Linked DNA regions of Zea mays: region 1 is linked to region 2. Evidence: chromatin contacts called from public Hi-C data. All regions are on one chromosome and are shown on one strand. Each heading gives the region's core, a stretch centred on a gene start, on an enhancer-like site or on the middle of the called end of the contact. The rest is flanking DNA. Distances are from core to core; before and after follow the strand shown. Region 1 holds the start of LOC100274339 (putative RING zinc finger domain superfamily protein). Region 2 has its middle 200 kb from the start of LOC100383227.

Region 1 (5,968 bases), core at 1,039-3,538, 220 kb before region 2:
GGCGGCGGAGGGGCATTGTGCTCGCTGTTGGGATTATCGAGCAACGAGATTCTACAGACGGGGCAGGTCGAGTTCTGCTCCAGCCATACATGTATACATGCCATGTGGAAGTCATGGCCGCAGTGAGGGAGGACGCGTAGCACGTCCCTCTCTTCGTATTCTTCGAGACAAATGACGCACCTGCCAAAAGATGGCGTCAACAGTTTTTCAGTGACTAGTGCAAGCAAAGACGGTTGCTAAAAGATAGGAGTAGTAACAGAAGTGGAAACCAGCAAATGCCACAGGAATGGGATGCCACGCATCTGTTACTCTTGCTCTCTTTGTTTAAGAATGGGACGCTCTATGCCTCGGGTTGAAACCGTTTCCCCCCTCCACGTTTTACGATCAGATGGTCACGTAAACCCAGTGAAGCTATAGAAAACTGAAGGCACGTAAAACATGGTACAGTACAAACCAACTTGTGCAGAGTGAAACATGCAGTCGGCTGAGAATACTTGTAATCCGATCCCTGTTTCCCTTCATCAGGCACCACAAGTGAGGTTAACCTACTCAATAACAATGCCTAATGACCCATCTTCCTCAAGACTCAAGAGCAGTTAAACACCCATGCTCCCACTTCAATGTGATTGATCAAGTGGCCTTGGCTGTTCAGTAACAATGCCAGCCGAGGGACACCATGATCCGATCGCCAATCACCAGCGAGGCACAGCAATCAGTACACTTGTACTAAAGAAAAAAGAACGCACCGCCACTGTATTTAGGCACCAACATCCGCAAGGACAGCTTCTTTGGTACTGAAAACACAATCAACGTCCCCCCAATGACAGCAGCCCTTTCGGTGCCAACAGGCTGTCTCCTGTCGTGGCACCTCTCTCATGATTCCCAGCAGCAGTAAAGCAAGCACAGACGCGCAGCGCACAGGCTTGGCAAAATGTTGGGGAAACACCTAATAACACGGCAAAAAAAACACTTACTAACAGGTTGTAAGTTTATTCATGGTTTTCCCATAAATCTGTTCCGGTTGTTTACATCAGTGAAAACATCGTTTCCCCATACCGGTGTGGATGCAGTAGAACTTGTGTTCACTTGTATAGTATTACTATAGTCTAAAGGGGTGTTCAGTTCGAAACTTACATGGTGACTAAAATAGGTCTTTGAAATAGGATTTCTAGGGAGAAGAGTGACTAAAGCAACCAAACACCCCATTCACAGTGAGCAAGTCGCATTCTGTTTGGTAGGGCTTCTCCCCGCCAAACCCCTCTCAGTAATGTCAACAGTGTGTATGTATGGCCGACAAACACAACAGCCTGATCTTGTTTCTGACAGTGACATTGATATCCATCGGAACATCTAAAGGATTCCAAATCGGAACATCTAAACATAACAGCGATCCCGTTCCCCGCCCGCCCGCCCGATGGCGCCCTCGCAACTACAAGCCTCTTCTTCCTACTAGTTGCAGTGCGCACCCCTGAATATGATTTGGTACGGTAGCGACCAGCGAACGCGCCGCCCCCCACCATGCGCCGTCCCGCGCGTAACCGACTGGAGCGAGCCCGACACGAACCGATCGCGCGCGAGATTGCAACGCTACGGGGTAACAGGAGCGTGGAGGAGAAGGACCGGTACTTACTGGGACTCGGCGTCGGAGGCGGCGGAGCCGCGGGGGCGGGCGGCGAAGGCGCGGGTGGGGAGGGCTGCGACGGCGGCGGGGCCGAGCCCGAGCCCGCCGCCTCCGCCGGGCGCGGGGTGGTGGGCGGCGAAGGAGTAGTCGGTGTAGTAGCGCGGGAGGGCGAGGAGGCGCGAGCGGGCCCGGCGGCGGCGGCGGCGGAGGAGCGCGCAGGCGAGGCGGGAGCAGACGAAGGCGATGAAGATGAGGCTGAAGCAGAAGCCCGCCAGCGCCAGCGCCATGCTCGGCGACACGCCGGACGCCATGCCGCGGCTCCCACTCCCACCCCGCGCGCTGCGCTGCGCTGCTCTCCCCCCTCCGGCCTCCCTCTCGGCCGGTTCGGTTCCTACTGCGGCTGTGGGGACTTGTGGTGGACTAGACTGGACTGGACTGCTCGGCTGGTGGGCCGTGTCGATGCGCACTCGGTGCGATGGATAGAATGATAGATAGGTCTCCTGCCTGCTACTACCTCGGATGCTGATGCCTTCGCTTTGCGTCCGCGCCGCCCGTTTCTGTGGCCTGCGTGCGCGCCTCGCTGCCGTGCCCCCCCTAGTTGCCGTCGCCGAGCTCCCTCGTTTCAGGGCGGGGCGAGCGGTCGGCAACGCGACGAGCGCACTAGCGAAAAGATAGAGAATAGAGAACGACCGGCGTCGAGGCGGCAGCGGCGGCTACCACACGACCTGCATTTTTGTCAACTTGGTCTTTTTTTTGACGTTCGCGTGCACAACATTCGGATGGAACATCAGCAGTGGACAGCGGTGGCAGTGGAGTGAAAGGAAGGATAGCGCGCTGGCCACTGTACAGTACGGATAGGATTAGGCCAGGCATAAAAGGAACGGTGGAGAAAAAAAACTACCCCCTGATGATGTTTGTTTTTCTAATCATAACTACATTCGCAGAAGTAAAGATGTTTGCTACTTACCAAATATAGACCGGATTGTTCAGGATGTTCGATGATGCTACGGTTTTAAGGGATGGAAACGAGCACATTTTACCCGCGCGCTGTCACACCCAGATTTAAGGGTAAATCCGGGCGCAAATCAAATGTGTGTTAGGATCAAGTCTCACATATATGATGACTCATGTTACAGAAACGAATGTCACATCTTTATTTCATAATAGGGTTCTATATAAAATAACTAAATAATTACATCATATGACGACAATGATCCTCCACAACCATAGTTGACTGGGAGACAACAGCCTAGACCTCTCACGAACTTATCGCAACATCCTTCATGCTCTTTATTTTGACGGTACCTGTCCTTGACCTGGGGGTGAGTACATCAAAAGTGAGCTCACATACGTTCATCACTCAACAAGTTGTGAGGAATAATGTGCATGAGCTCACTTACGGTGGTGGTTCATGTGAAGTGTAAGGCTTACCAAAGAGAATGGTTAGGGCTGAGCGTTGCTTTTAACAAATTGGTCAAAATTTTATTAGCAGATATTAAGTATAAGTGGATACTATCCCAATGAAATGCATATGACAGATTAAGTTTAATTACATAAGTTATTCATGTGAGTGTTCGAGCCGCTCATGACCGTGAGTATGGCTGATATATTAGTTTTACACTCTGCAGAGGTTGCGCATCTTTACCCACAAGACGGGTTTCCCATTTAGCCAGGGTTTATAAGACCCCTAGACACTCTCAAGGTGAATGGCTAGGGGGTCCACTGCGAGGCGTTTACAAAGTTACACTAGATGAGAGAAACCCGCTACGGATTCTGACCCGAATGCGATATAGGAATCCCTCGTCCGAAAAACTTTACAGACAGTCCACCCCGAGGACCTCCCTATACCTGCACTCCGTCATCCCGCTTCCCCTTTCAGGAAAGGATTAAGTGACACTAGCTTTCCTAATTAATCAGCTAAGAGCGTCTCATTCCACCCTTGTGGTAGCACTCTTTTCCCGGGTGACTTTTCATGTTCGTCTTTTTTGCCCTCACTACCCTGCAACATAAATCTTATGGATTGATAAGTGCGAGGGATGATCAAGGGCTGGTTTCATCTTTGCTTCAACAAGGACTTCAGAATTTGCATCATGTTGGAATCTTCGCTTGTATCATGTTCGTCATAAGTACTTGCTAGCACGGGCAAGATAGGTGTACAAGTCATTGGGCCAAGATGAAACTACAGAATGGTAAGTGATGGAGACATTGGGCAAGCTAATGATACGAGGTGCTGGGCTGCCGGGCGATCAATGATCAATGCAAAACAGGCAAAGTACAGCATGTTCATAATTTATCTATATGCTAGGGCTGCTATACTCATGGTGAGCTGATGAATGCATGCGGGTGTATCTGACGGCCAGCGGACTACTGCTTAGCTCTGAGTACTGTCACATGTAAATGCTGCGTCCATTATTCCATTTACAAAGGATAGAATGTGTTGACGCTTTTTCGGAGCGCCAAATACTTAAGAAGAACCGGCGACGGTGCTCTCTGGTCAGGCGCGGACGGTCCGCGGCACAGGGTCGGACGGTCCGCGACCTGGCGTGAGGCGGCGGTGCTCTCTGGTCAAGCGCGGACGGTCCGCGGCACAGGGTCGGACGGTCCGCGACCTGGTGCAGGAGCTCGGGTTCCCTGCCTGACGGCCGGACGGTCCGCGCGTGCGTAGGGGCGGCGGAAGATCGCCGGCGGCGCCTGGATCTCGCTCCCGGGAGGGACCCCGTCGGGGAGGAGAGATCCTAGGAGTTGTCTAGGCTCGGGCAGGCCAACCTAGACTCCTCTAATCGACGTAGAGTCGAAGAGAGGCGGAGAATTTGGGGATCGAGAAGCTAAACCTAAACTAGACTAGAATTACTCCTAGGATAAAATGCGAAATAGAAGTTGTATTGATTCGATTGATGATTACAAATCAGCCGTAGACCTCTCTTTTTATAGAGGAGGGGGCTGGACCCTTTACACGACTGGATTCCGAGCTAATTCCGCAAATCTAGCCAACAAACATATGTAACACCCGGGTTTTAGGGGTCCAAAGCCCGGGCGTAAACATAATCACCAGGTGTGCTGGGACCAAGTCTCACACATATGATGAATCATGGCACAGGATCGAATGTCACATCTTTACTACATAACAGGAGTTCTATACAAAATAAGTAAATAATTACATTATAAGGAGACAACGGTCCAGCAACCCAAAGTTGACTGGGAGACGACGGCCTAGACCTCTCACGAACTCATCACAGCATCCTCCAAGCGCCTCATCCTGCGGTACCTGTTCTTGACCTGTGGGGGGTGTGAGACAGCAAGAGTGAGCTCACATACGTTCATCGCTCAACAAGTTGTGGGGAATAATGTGCATGAACTCGCCAAAGGTGGGAGCTCACGTGAAGTGTAAGGCTTACCAAAGAGGATGGTTAGAGCTGAGCATTGCTTTTAAAGTTGGTCAAAATTTTATTAGCAGTTACTAAGTATAAGTAAATACCAACCCAATTAAGAAGTAGAAGTAACAACCTCACCTGCGATGCAATGCATATGACAAATTGAATTTAGTTCCATAATTTAATCATGTGAGTGTCCGAGCCGCTCATGACCGTGAGCACGGCTAGTATACCAGTTTTACACTCTGCAGAGGTTGCGCATCTTTACCCACAAGTCATGTTACCCATCTGCCAAGGGATCGCGACTTCCCATACACCTCTACCGAGGAGGCGAGGCAGGGTAACACTACGAGGCCTTTACAAAGTTCCACTAGCTTCAGAAAACCCGCTACAGTTTATAGGAAGCTCCAATGCAGGAATCCCTTGCAGGACCGCCATCGCAGCAAAATCCTCCCGAGGGCCTCCCTACACTGACCACTCCCCTACTGCCCTTGCCCCTTTCGGGTAAGGTAGTCCTCCACTAGCTTTCCTAATTAGTCAGCCAAGGGCGTCCATAAACCCTTGTGGTAGCACTGTTTTCCCGGGTGGTTCTCCATGTTCCAATTAACATAATGATCTTATCATGAACAGTAATAATAAAAAGACAATAAAAGTGTGATCATGAATAATGTATCTTCATACCCAAAACCACATAAAGCACTAGCAAGTATTACCCAAAAAGTTCAGTGGTAGACAAGGTATAAAGATAGACAAACTAGGGTAACCTATTGGGTCCCATCAAAATTAACCTATGCAGATCATTATGATTAATTAGAACATGAGTGGGTAAAAGAAGTGATCAAGGGCACAACTTGCCTGGGACTTGAGATTCCAGGTACCAGGATGATCTTCAGATGACTCGTGACCTCACTGCTAGTCATAGCAATACAAACAAACAGTGTATAGGCAAAATTAACATTACATCAAACATAAGAAC
Region 2 (5,815 bases), core at 429-2,928:
AACCTTCTCATTTTAACCCTGATTTTAGTCGTCCTCGAACCTACGATCTCGTAGCATCAGGTAGAATATTCTTACGTTGTTTGTTCTCAAGTTTGGTGTATTGTTATTTTTAAGTACTTCTTGTTTATCTATATGTATTGCTACGATTAGCAACGAAGTTACGAGTCACCCGAAGACCAATTTGGTGAAGTACTTGGGATCTCAAGTCTAAGGCAAGTTGTGCCATTGATCACTCTTCTTTACCTAATAATGTTTATGTTAATCATTGTGACATGCTCAGATTAGTTTGATGAGACCTAATAGGTTTTCCTAGTATTGTTTATCCCTCACCTTGCAAACAAATGAACTATTGGATAGATTTGCTATTGCTCTTCCTGATTTTGGGATTAATGCTATACTAAATTATGATCATATTCCAATTTTATTGTGGATTAAATTATTCTTCATGACAAGATTACTGTGTTAATTGGAACACGGAGAACCACCCGGAAAACGGTGCTACCACAAAGGTTCTATGAGACGCTCTTGGCTGACTAATTAGGAAAGCTAGTGGAGGACTACCTTACCCAAAAGGGCAAGGGCGGTAGAGGAGCTGCGGTATAGGAAGGTTCTCGGGTCGATCATGCTGCGATGGCTTTTTAGACAAAGGATTTCTATATCGCCCTTCTCAGAAACCGTAGCAGGTTTTCTGAAGTTAGTGGAACTTTGTAAAGGCCTCATAGTGCTATCCTGCCTCGCCTACTCGGTAGAGGTGTATGAGATTCATGACCCCGTGGCAGATGGGTAACACGACTTATGGGTAAATATGTGCAACCTCTGCAGAGTGTAAAACTGGTATATCAGCCGTGCTCACAGTCATGAGCGGCTCAGACCCTTACATGATTAAATTACGGAATTAAACTTAATCTATCATTTGCATTGCATTGTGGGTTTTATTATTAATTGTAATCTCTTATTTAATTGGGTTGATATTTACTTATACTTAGTAACTGCTAATAAAATTTTGACCAACTTTAAAAGCAATGCTCCACTTTAACCATCTTCTTTGGTAAGCTTTACACTTCACATGAGCCACCACCGTAAGTGAGCTCATGCACATTATTCCCCACAACTTATTTAGCGATGAACGTATATGAGCTCACCCTTGCTGTACTCACATCTCCTCCAGGTCAAGGATAAATATCACAAGATATGGAGCATGATGGATGTCGCGATGAGTTCGTGAGAGGTTTAGGTCGTCGTCTTCCAATCCAATATGGTTGTTAGATTGTTGTATTCGTATGGTGTAATTATTTAACTATTTTATACATAACTTCATTATATATTAAAGATGTGACATTTGTTTCTATACCATAAATCTTGAGAAAAATGATACGTGGAGGCGTTAATATACGGACCAAATGTCCTTAGAAATTTGGATATGTCGTAGGTGACTTATATTCATGACGAATATCTAAGGTATTAGAAAAAATCATTTTGTCCCACCGTAGTTGAAACGAACAAAAAATGAAACAGAAAAAATGGGCTAGAGAAAAGGAAGCGGGGAAAGAAATGAAATGAGGAGGTCCGGAAGGAAAAGGCCGATGATAAGATTCAAGCTGTTCGGTAGAAGATCAAGGCCCAAGAAATAAAGCAATTCTGGCGCCGTGTCGGGGAATAGAAAGCAGCCCACGATGCTTAAAACTGAGTAGCTCAACCTGAGCACTAATCTCTTGTACATCTAGCGGCGACCCAAATTTCAACTACTGTGGACGGACATGCCTGTTGTTTGTTTAGAAATTGAGATTGGCTTCTGAACTAATAATGTCACATCTCCCTTCTACCTAAAAAACCTGTTGAAAAACTCTAAGGGCTTATTCGGTTAGGAAGGGATTGAAAGGGATTGGAGGGGATTAAATCCCCTCGTAGTCAAAATTGAATAGAAGGGAATTTAATCCTATTAAATCCTCTCCTACCCCTTGCAACCGAACATGTCCTAAAGGGGTTTTATAGTCTAATACTGAAATTGTCCCAAAAAGGTATAGACCTTAGAGTTTCTAAAATGCAAGCATACCCCTTCATAATAAAGTGTAGAGAGAAAGAGTTTCCACTTGTTCGTGTGTCCATCTGTGTTCTTCGGTCGTAGAGGAAAAGGGAATGGGTCTCATCTCACACCCCTGATGCTGTCGGAAGGGTTTATAGTCCGGATCGGGGATCTACGACAACTACGTTATTCAACACGTCATCAACACTGCTCTACCCTGACTCGTGGATCCGATTGGCACCGACTCTCCATCACGCTGGTAGGTCTCCCGGCCTTGCCGCATTGTCCCATGCGTCAGACTCTGCTCCCGTTCGTCGAATCAAGAAACACGACTATGGCTGAAAGCAGCAAGACTAACTTCGCGGAGCTTGCCCTGAATGGCATGAACTACGTGACCTAGGCTGACGACTACCAGTTTCACCTAAAGGCGATGCAGCTGGGAAAGGCGATCGTTTGGCTGGGTCCAAACGACATTGGCCTGTAGCTTCATGAGAATGCGAAAGTTGCGATCTTCCTCAGGCGCCACATCCATTCAGACCTAAAGATGGAGTATCTGGAGGTGAAAGACCCTCTAGTACTATGTACGAAGCTGTGTGAGCGCTTCGGTGTGCAGAAGCATGTAACGATTCCGCATGTGCAAAAGGAATGGGCCACACTTTGCTTCCTTGACTTCAAGACTGTGGAGGCTTACAACACCGCCATTCACCCCATTGTCGCTTAGTTATGTTTCTGTGGCCAGATAGTCACAGATCTAGAGATGATTCAGAAAACTATCTAGACCTTCCACCCCTCCAACATGGTGCTCCAGTAGCAGTACCAAAATAATAAGTACACTAAGTATTGTGATCTCGTCAACGAGTTGCTTGGCGCTGAGGAAAACGAGCTCCTAATGCAAAACTACCAAAAGTGTCATGTCGGTGATGCGGTCATGCTAGAAGCACATGCAAACTTCCCATCTCAAGGGAAGAGAGGCTCCTCCAGAGGAAGGTGTCGTGGATGCCGCAATAATCAGGGATCAACAAGGGGAAATTTTGAGAAGCAACCGCAGAATGGCAGCGGCAGTAGCAGTGGCAATGGTCGGGGCAGAGGCAAAGGCAAAAGCAACCCCCAGAAGGTATATGCAAGTGCCTGAAAGTATGCCGGCAAAGGATGTTTCAGGTGCGGGAAATAGAGTAATCAGGCAAAGACAAGCACTTCCACTACATATCCGTCGTAGTTAAAGATCCTTTGCTCTGATGCATGTTTTCATTGCTCCTATTTATGTTTAGTTCTCATATCTTATGAGGAGTAAATGAAAGGGAAATGTGCCCTTGGGCCATTTCTAAGTATTTTGGTGATTAAATGGCCAACACAAATGGTTTAAGTGATAAATTGTGCCAAAGACTAAAGAAGTGCAAATCAAGGTGCAAGGTATGTTTCTAGACTTAGTACATCGTTTTGAAGACTAATGTATCATGTCTAAGTGCTAGAAACAGGAGAAAATAGTTTGGACAAAGACAACTTCGGTCTGGGTGCACCGGACTGTCCGGTGCGCCAGCACCAGTCTCGGTGAACAGTATGCTCTCGGGACTCGACGGCAGTGTACGACTATAAATCATCGGACTGTCCGGTGGTGCACCAGCCTGTCCGGTGAGCCATCCACGGCGAAGTCGTCGCTCTCGGAAAGCGATCAACGGCGTACGACTATAATTCACCGGACTGTCCGGTGGTGCACCGGACTGTCCGGTGAGCCAACGATCGGCTGAGCCAACGGTCGGCCACGCAATCCGCGCGTGACGCGTGGCCGAGCCAATGGTCTGATGGGGGCACCGGACAGTGTCCGGTGCGCCAACGGCTCCAAATCTTCAATGGTCGGCTGCGCTAGAATAGGAAAGCAATCAGCACCGGACAGTGTCCGGTGGTGCACCGGACTGTCCGGTGCGCCACCCGACAGAAGGCAAGAATTGCCTTCCTGGATTGCTCTCCAACGGCTCCTAGCTGCCTTGGGGCTATAAAATGGACCCCTAGGCGCATGGAGGAGTACACCAAGCATTCTTTGATCATCTCTAAGCACTAAGTCTTCATTCTAGCGCGTTTGATTCTTTGTGATAGCAATTTGAGCTCCTTTTGAGTTGAGAACTCCGTGTGTGAACTTAGAGCTCAAGTTGTGACTAGTGTGCGTGTTTGAGCTGTTGCTTGAGACTTGTGTGTGTTGCTTTTCCCTCCCTTACATCTGTGCTTCTTTGTGATCATCATTTGTAAGGGCGAGAGGCTCCAAGTTGTGGAGATTCCTCGCAAACGAGATATAGTGAAAGAAAGAAGAACACCATGGTATTCAAGTTGATCATTGGATCACTTGAGAGGAGTTGAGTGCAACTCTCGTCCATTGGGACGCCACAACGTGGAATAGGCAAGTGTTATACTTGGCCGAACCACGGGATAAATCCTCGTGTCTCTTGTGCTTGTTCTCACTGTGTTTATTGTGTTTCACAAGAGCTCTCCTTTAGCCACTTGATTTCATTGTGCTAACTCTTAATCAAGTTTTGTGGCTTTAAGTTTTAAGTTTTTACAGGATCACCTATTCACCCCTCTAGGTGCTCTCAATTGGTATCGGAGCCGTTCTCTTCACGAGAGGGACTAATCGCCCGAAGAGATGGATCCTAAGGGAAAGGGGATGGTGGTCAACGACAATGAGAAGGAGTCAATCTTCAACGAGCCGAGGGACGACAAAGCAAATGACTCTGGCTCAAGTCAAAAGAAGAAGGATAGAAAGAAGAAGAGGCGCATCAAGAAGATTGTCTACTACGACAGCGACGAATCTTCCTCTTCTCAAAAGGACGACGAATACGAGAAGAAAAAGAAAACGGTTAACTCGAACTTTTCCTTCGATTATTCTCGTATTCTGCATAATTCCAATGCTCATTTGCTCTCCATTCCACTTGGTAAACCTTCACACTTTGATGGAGAGGACTACGGATTTTGGAGTCACAAAATGCGTAGCCATTTGTTCTCTCTTCATCTAAGCATATGGGAGATAGTATAAAATGGAATGCAATTTGATAGTTCAGATAATTCTATGTTTATCAATGAACAAATCCATAAAAATGCACAAGCTACTACTGTTCTTTTAGCATCCTTGTGCAGGGAAGAATACAATAAGGTGAGCGGCTTGGATAATGCCAAGCAGATCTGGCACACCCTCAAGATCTCGCATGAGGGGAACGACACCACCATGCTCACCAAGATGGAATTGGTGGAAGGCGAACTAGGAAGGTTCGCGATGATCAGGGGAGAGGAGCCAACTCAAACATACAATAGGCTCAAGACCCTGGTCAACAAGATAAGGAGCTATGGGAGCACGAGATGGACGGACCACGACGTCGTCCGACTTATGCTAAGGTCCTTCACTATCCTTGATCCTCATCTTGTAAACTCTATTCGTGAGAATCCTAGGTACATCAAGATGACGCCCGAGGAAATACTCAGAAAGTTCGTAAGCGGGCGAATGATGATCAAGGAGGCAAGATATGTTGATGAGGCGTTGAATGGCCCAATGCCGATCCACGAGCCTCAAACCGTTGCTCTCAAAGCAACAAGTAGCAGGGAAACGCTACCTAGCAAGGTGGCGCAAGTTGAGGCGGTCGGGCTAAATGAGAATGAAATGGCCCTCATCATCAAGCGCTTCAAGATGGCGCTCAAAGGTCGCAAGGAGCATCCCAACAAGAGCAAGACGAAGGGAAAACACTCCTGCTTCAAGTGTGGTAAGATTGGTCACTTTATTGCTAACTGTCCCGATAATGATAGTGACCAGGA

Evidence for each region. Hi-C and Micro-C count contacts between places; a contact is called where the count stands out from the background.
Region 1: a Hi-C map of leaf shows a contact between it and region 2, with 4 times the contacts expected there. The contact joins the promoter of LOC100274339 here to the enhancer-like site in region 2. A contact is called at or near these places in 4 of 25 Hi-C or Micro-C datasets (bundle sheath, ear, leaf and 1 more).

Annotation. Positions count from the first base shown.
Region 1 is chr2:148,330,930-148,336,897 of Zm-B73-REFERENCE-NAM-5.0, reverse strand. It overlaps LOC100274339 (putative RING zinc finger domain superfamily protein), which reads right to left and starts at 2,288. Exons shown (of 2, transcript NM_001148700.1): 1 at 1,631-2,288; 2 at 1-180. The coding sequence starts at 1,932.
Region 2 is chr2:148,112,059-148,117,873 of Zm-B73-REFERENCE-NAM-5.0, reverse strand. No RefSeq gene overlaps it. Among protein-coding and RNA genes, the nearest start is that of LOC100383227, 200 kb to the left of the region's middle. Within about 2 kb of position 1,678, at least 5 of the 20 cell types and tissues checked have an H3K27ac peak or open chromatin away from gene starts, as enhancers often do. A contact at or near this core is called in bundle sheath and leaf, where this site is marked.